Regions from separate parts of the Danio rerio genome. Here region 1 is linked to region 2. Evidence: chromatin contacts called from public Micro-C data. All regions are on one chromosome and are shown on one strand. The core of a region is the stretch at or near the end of the contact, and the rest is flanking DNA. Distances in the headings are between cores, read along the strand shown. Region 1 has its middle 56 kb from the start of alg2. Region 2 has its middle 12 kb from the start of alg2.

Region 1 (3,419 bases), core at 396-2,895, 45 kb before region 2:
GATATGTAGCGGGGAAAAAAGAGTTCATTAGACGCTGGATTCGAACTGAGTTCATGCTCGAACGTGTCAAAACATGTTGACATGCGTCTTACGAGCTGCACCACTGAGAATGTTGTGGGTGCTGCAACATTTTACACCTATAAACCACACTATTTATTTTTTAATTCACTCAGTGCGATGTTAAACTCTAAACTCAGCTAAACTCTCCCACTCTATTTTTTTCTTTTGTTGTTAATTCCGGAGAACAAACTTGCAAATAACACCGCTTTTCTCCGGTCTACCCTCCGAAAGCAGCACCTCCAATCCACATTCTGTTCAAAGTTTCTCTTTTTGCTTGCTTTTGCCGTTGCTTTTTCGTTGGGTTTTGCCAAAGTAGAGTCATTAGCATATTCATACGGGGGAGGAGGCTTGGAGGGGTTTTGTGCTCTAGCATGTTGCGCTCAGTTTTACGTTTATTCTGATGTACAAAAGAATATGCGTGAGATTCGACGTACGCAGTGTTTCATACATCTGAATTTTTTTCTGCGTACGCACATTTACAGCTTTGTGCGTACGCAATGTTTTAGTAAGATTTCCACGCAAGTCTTCGTACATGAGGCCCCTGGCGTTTGAGGGGAATTATAAATTTCTCCTCAACTTTTTTTTTTTCAACCCGGTTGTGATATTGCTCAGATGGCATGTCAAACAGACATGGGTGATCCTGCCAAATTTACACAATTTATTTATTTATTTATTTATTTTGGCTCCAATAGACTGAAAATAAGTGCTTTTAACTTCTCCCCCATTCTTCCGTTGGCCTGCTGGTACCCATTCTAGTGGATGCTGCTCTCTCATTGACTGTAGGAAATCGCCGGTGTTATTTTCAGTCAGAACTCATTTCACACTGCATGATTTGAATTGCCGACAGCTCCAGATATTTAGAAAGCAAAATATCTCACAGGTGTCAGCGACTCTTTGGCTATTCTCTCAGACCACGTCTTTGATAATTCATACTGTGTCATTATTACAGATTTGCCTGTGATTTCAGGCATTTGACAGCGATTTCTCAAATTCTGTCAGCGAGTCAAAATTGGGGGTAAAATCATACAGTCTGAACTCAGCATAAGTAGTCTTATCCGTACACAATGACACAAGCACTTGTCATTCTGACAGCACTTACACGTTCACTAACACAGAAATTTAGTTTTGAGTGATGAACTATCTATTTTGAGCAAGAGACTGGCTTTTGCAGGTAATTCATGGTGTTTTGCTATTTGTATGTGTAGTTTTGAGAAATGCACCTACTGTTTTGCAAATTTCAATTCTGATCTGAGAAATTGACCAAAGCGACAGGGTAAAACTGTAACAGATTACACTTAATGTAAGGTGTTAGTAATATAACTTCTGCAAGTTATACTTGAGCAATCTTTCATATTGTTCTTTAAAAACAACACCCATATCAATTACAAAAACCAGTTCCTAGTTTTCCTGTTGTTGACCTGTACTTTTCAAATGAAGCCAGGCATAAATGATAGAGGGAAACAGCGAGAGAGACGGTGCGCAGTCTGATGACTGGAATGCTTTGGCTTCTGACAGCTGCACCGTCTGTGGTGTTACATGTGTGCATGTGTGTGTCCCTGCAGCACTGCTGTGTTACCGGTTTCTCCCCAATGTCTTTGTTCATCCCTGTAAAGCCTTGGGCTGTTCTCTTACTCTTACACACACACCTGAGTTCACTGGGCCATCAGTAGTTAGTAGTCGCTGCTTTGACTGACAGTAGAAATCTAAAGTTATTTTGTGCTCAGCAGCCCCTCTGAGCCAATATAGGGCTTTAATGAAGCAAAACACTCCAGAGACATCAGCCCTCAGGCTCAATATCACCGCTGTAGTCATATCGGAACTTATATTCGTTTTTTAATATGCTTTGTAGATCTTAACTATACTTTATATGGGATGCAGTTTCATGTCATGTGTTTGATGTGTTTTGGTTTTGGTCCTTTTTTAGAAAGCGTTGAGATGAGTTCTTTTTTCTCACTATACCTGTGCATACAGTCATTCTGCGCTGAGACATAAAATATGCCCTGTCTCGTGTCTCTTGTGTTGGCGTGTGGTTTCCTTCCGTTGGTGAAGTGCATCCTGATTAATATGTGAGATATACACAACAATCTGAGGCACAATTCAGTGGGGATGTTGACTGAACTCATTGGGCCTACAGCCTTATTATTGTGTTCATTGTAGATCGGTAAAGTTTGTCATGGCATATTTTAATGCTGGCTGTTCATTTGTACATTTTGATGGTTATAACGTGAATCACAGTAAATAAAATGAGAGAGAGAGATGTTGAGATGGATGGACAGACAGATAGTTGGATAGACAGACAGATAAGTGATCACAGAGAGATAGACTTACAGATAGACTGAAAAGTGAATAGATAGACAGACCGCAGACAGATGTAGAGAGATAGATGGGCGGATAGACACACATACAGATAGATGGATGAATGGATGGATGGATGGATGGATGGATGGATGGATGGATGGATGGAAAGATGGATGGATGGATGGCTGGACGGAAGGTTGGACGGATGGATAAATTGCTAGAAAGTCAGAAAGTCATAGATGTATTGAAGTGGACATGAGATAGATGGACATATAGATGGGTGAATAGATAGACAGGCAGATATTTTGATCGACTGACAAAAATAGATGGACAGATAGACATGCATACAGATAGATAGACAGACAGACCGACAGACAGACAGATAGATAGATGGTCGGACGGATGGATACATTTGTTAGACAGTCAGACAGACATAGATGTATTGAGTGGACATGAGATCAATGGACATATAGACAGTTGAATAGATAGACAGACAGACAGGATGGATGGATGGATGGATGGATGGATGGATGGATGGATGGAAAGATAATGGATGGACAGTTGGACGGATGGTCGGACAGATGGATAGACAGACAGATATTTTGATAGACTGACAGAAATAGATGGACAGATAGACATGCATATAGAAAGATAGACGGACGGACAGATGGACATACAGACAGATAGATAGATCGTTGGATGCATGGATGGATGGTTGGACAGATGGTTGGACGGATGAATAAATCGTTAAACAGTCAGACAGACATAGATTGGATGGATGGATGGATGGATGAAAGGAAGGATGGATGGATGGATGGATGGATAGAAAGATGGATGGATGGACGGTTAGGCGGATGGATAAATTGCTAGACAGTCAGACAGACATAGATGTATTGAAGTGGACATGAGATAAATGGACATATAGACAGGTAAATGGATAGACAGACAGACAGATGGTTGGATAGACTGCCAAAAATAGATTTACAGATAGGCATGCACACGGATAGATGGATGGATGGATGGATGGACATATAAATAGACAGAAATAGATGTATTGAAGT
Region 2 (3,268 bases), core at 565-3,064:
ATCGATATAGCTGTGAGAATACAGTTAATTTGGTTAAGGGTAGCATGTATAAAGGACAACAATGCATTAAAAATGAAAAACAAATTCCATTGCATTTAAAAAAAAAAAAGTCATGTCAACACAATCATTTATACGATTAAGTAAAATGTAGTAAAATGCTGCATTCTGCATGCCAGGCGAGTAGTAGACCAGTGGTTCTCAAACTGTGGTACGTGTACCACTAGTGGTACGCAGGCTTCCTTCTAGTGGTACGTGGTGGAATGAAATATGTCATGTACATGCTATACACATTTCAAAATTAATCAAAAATGCTAAATATATAATATGCCATATATGACATGTAGCCTATATTTCTGAGGTAATCTGCAGCATTTTTTTTTAACTTTGCAGAGTTGTAGCTGCTTTACTGGGCCTACTACGCTACTGTATTTCAATACTGCTCATTTTGGTAGTACTTGGAGAGACAATTTTTTTCTGAGGTGGTACTTGATGAAAAAAGTTTGAGAACCAATGTAGTAGACGATATTACTTTGTAATGAAACACTATGTATTTGTGCATACAGTATATAATATATCTTGGGTATTGTGGTTGTACTAATCACATCTGGTTGTCGCATTCCTAACGAATAATGCATATGCGTATGCCATCATTATTTTAAAGTTTACTTTCTTAGTTATGCTATATGAGACATGAAACATTGTATGTTTATTAAAAAATGTGGTCTTTAAAAACAAATTTATATGTTTGCATTTTCAATGGCCACCCAAAATGTGAACAAATGACTTTTCCTTTTCACACTTCAAAGTCATGATGAAAAAAAAAGTCACACCTAAATTACGATAATTATTCCAATATTTTTTTTTAAGAGCAGCACAGTGGCTTACAGCAGGTTCAAATCACGGCTGGGCCAGGAGGCTTTTCTGTACAGAGTTTGCATGTTCTCCTTGTCTTCACGTGGGTTTCCTCTGGGTATTCCGTTTTCCTCCAGTGTCCAGTATATAGGTGAATTCAATAAAACTAAATTGGCCGTAGTGTGTGTAAATGAGGGAGTTTGTGAGTGTTTCCCAGCACTGCGGGTTCACGAGTTAGTGTAGACTCAGTTTTGGTATGCAACTGGATGGTATCCCCTGTATAAAACAAATGCCAGAGTGAGTAATTGGTGGTTCATTTCACTGTGGTGACTTCTGATAAATCAGGGACTAAGCCGAAAGAAGACGAGTGAGTAAATGAGTGAATAGAATACGATGACATCATTAGTCTGAATAAGTGAAGTTTCACAAAGTAATTTCGAGAGGAGCGCATGATATGATTGATCGCAGCTGGTCTCTCATCTTTCAGATTATTCCAAACTCACTATAAATAGCCTGTCTGGCATCACTCCCTTATATTAGTTTTTTTGAAGAATTCCCCATCCACCCCTTTTCCTCCTTTACCAGGGGGAGCTCTCAAGAACAACCTGATCTCGTACCCCCTTACATGCTCACTGACCAGGCGGGAGCCCTGGGCTCAATTATCTCCGAGCTCGGGGTTCTCTTCTGGGACAGCATGCCAAACCTGTAATTATTATCAAGCAATATTTAAGTGTAAACTCTTGAAGTCTTAATGTCAATGAGCAGACACCACAAACATTAATGGTAACAGTTCTGAAAGAATAATGTATTTCCTAAGATTATTAATCCACCTTGGCACAAATCGCAATGCTCTTCATGTTACGTAACTCCAAACAAGAATTCAGAAGGCCCACCTCCCACAGACGAGGAGTGCCCTGCCACTGCTGAATCTCCTGTTCTACTTCTGCAAATGTCACCATGTCATCACCTCCAGGCTCTTGCACAGTCCTCACACTAAATGGCTTCTTCAAGAAGTCAAACCGCACTTGTCAGCTTTTTTTTCCTCTTTGTATCACAGTTTGACGGTCACGTGACAGATTGTGCTGTAATGCTCGACACACCTAAACTGCTGCTGCGTGTGTGAATGCGATTCTACACTGTTCCAAATATCTGCGGAAGCATCTGAAGTATGAAGGCCTGTTTACACCTTGCATTACCATCCATCTCCGGTTTTCCACAACAGCAGTATCGCCAGCATTTTTAGATTTTGCTTGCATATTAGTGGCAAGATTATTTAATACCATTGTTTTAGCACTACATATGACTGACAGACGAGTATTTTAATCAATAACACGGTAACATTTATGCTACAAACGTGATGTCATAACACGCGTCTCTGCCTACCACCAAAAGTGGTTTGAGTCATCATTTTTAAGGACCCCATTTGACCTGACCACCACCCGCCCGCCTTATTCTTTTTCCAAAATTACACAGAATTTCCCTGAGTGGAAGGGTCCACCTTACCACCTTTTGGGGGTGGAGACAAACTGTGCTTTTTTCCTGAACCACATCCTCTAAAATGCATTTCCACCTTGACTTGCCGCTGCCAACCTGGTTTCCAAGCAGATCCGCTCTACTTCTGGTTTCCTGCAGATTATACCCAGTTTTTCCCTTAAATGTGTACTTTTATGACTTTAAATCTGATACTGAGGATGTGTGGAAAGTGATATCACTGAAGGACAGTGAGTGTTTAACTTCGTGTCCTCTGAGGAAATGAGGAGGATGTCTGTTTATGTGTGCATGTGAAAGAGAAAGAAAAAAAAAGAGCAGTGTGAGCCATGTGGCCTTTTGAAACGTGTATGAGAGATGTGCATGCAGTTCGTGTTAGTGATATATGAGTGTGTGTGTTTTTTTTCGGGGCTGTCCCTCTACACAGGCAGTGGTTTGATCTCAGGAAATGGTTACAAGAAAAAAAGAAAAACTGAACCTCGAGGTGTGAACATGCTCATCCAAACACTTCTTTAAATTTCAAAGAATTTTGACAAGTGTTCAGTATGACTTCCTGCAGTCCATGATATAAATATACGAACACATTAATGGTGTAATATATCAAAAAATAAAATGCATGAAATTAAAAATAGGTATTATTAGGTATGTGTTTGAGTCAAATGTTCATGTTTGTTTTGTTCTTCTGGTAACATTTCCTCCAAATTTGAATTTGAACATTTTGTACACTGTATAAAAATGCAGGATTCCACAAGATTCATTCACGTGGTCCCAACAAAAATCGATTAGGTTAATGTAACAAAAATAAGTGGACACAAAACAAGGGGTATATCCACACAGACTTTTAATTTCAGTCTGCCTCAGCCAGTAATCAAATCTGATTTCTTTAAAAAACAGCAATTTTCACTGCCTTGCTGAGATACGATTTAAA

What was found. Hi-C and Micro-C count contacts between places; a contact is called where the count stands out from the background.
Region 1: a Micro-C map of caudal fin shows a contact between it and region 2, with 1.6 times the contacts expected there. The contact joins two enhancer-like sites. A contact is called at or near these places in 2 of 18 Hi-C or Micro-C datasets (caudal fin and hematopoietic stem cells).

The regions. Positions count from the first base shown.
Region 1 is chr16:30,401,572-30,404,990 of GRCz12tu, reverse strand. No RefSeq gene overlaps it. Among named protein-coding and RNA genes, the nearest start is that of alg2, 56 kb to the right of the region's middle. Within about 2 kb of position 1,645, at least 3 of the 62 cell types and tissues checked have an H3K27ac peak or open chromatin away from gene starts, as enhancers often do. A contact at or near this core is called in caudal fin, where this site is marked.
Region 2 is chr16:30,357,232-30,360,499 of GRCz12tu, reverse strand. No RefSeq gene overlaps it. Among named protein-coding and RNA genes, the nearest start is that of alg2, 12 kb to the right of the region's middle. Within about 2 kb of position 1,814, at least 10 of the 62 cell types and tissues checked have an H3K27ac peak or open chromatin away from gene starts, as enhancers often do. A contact at or near this core is called in caudal fin, where this site is marked.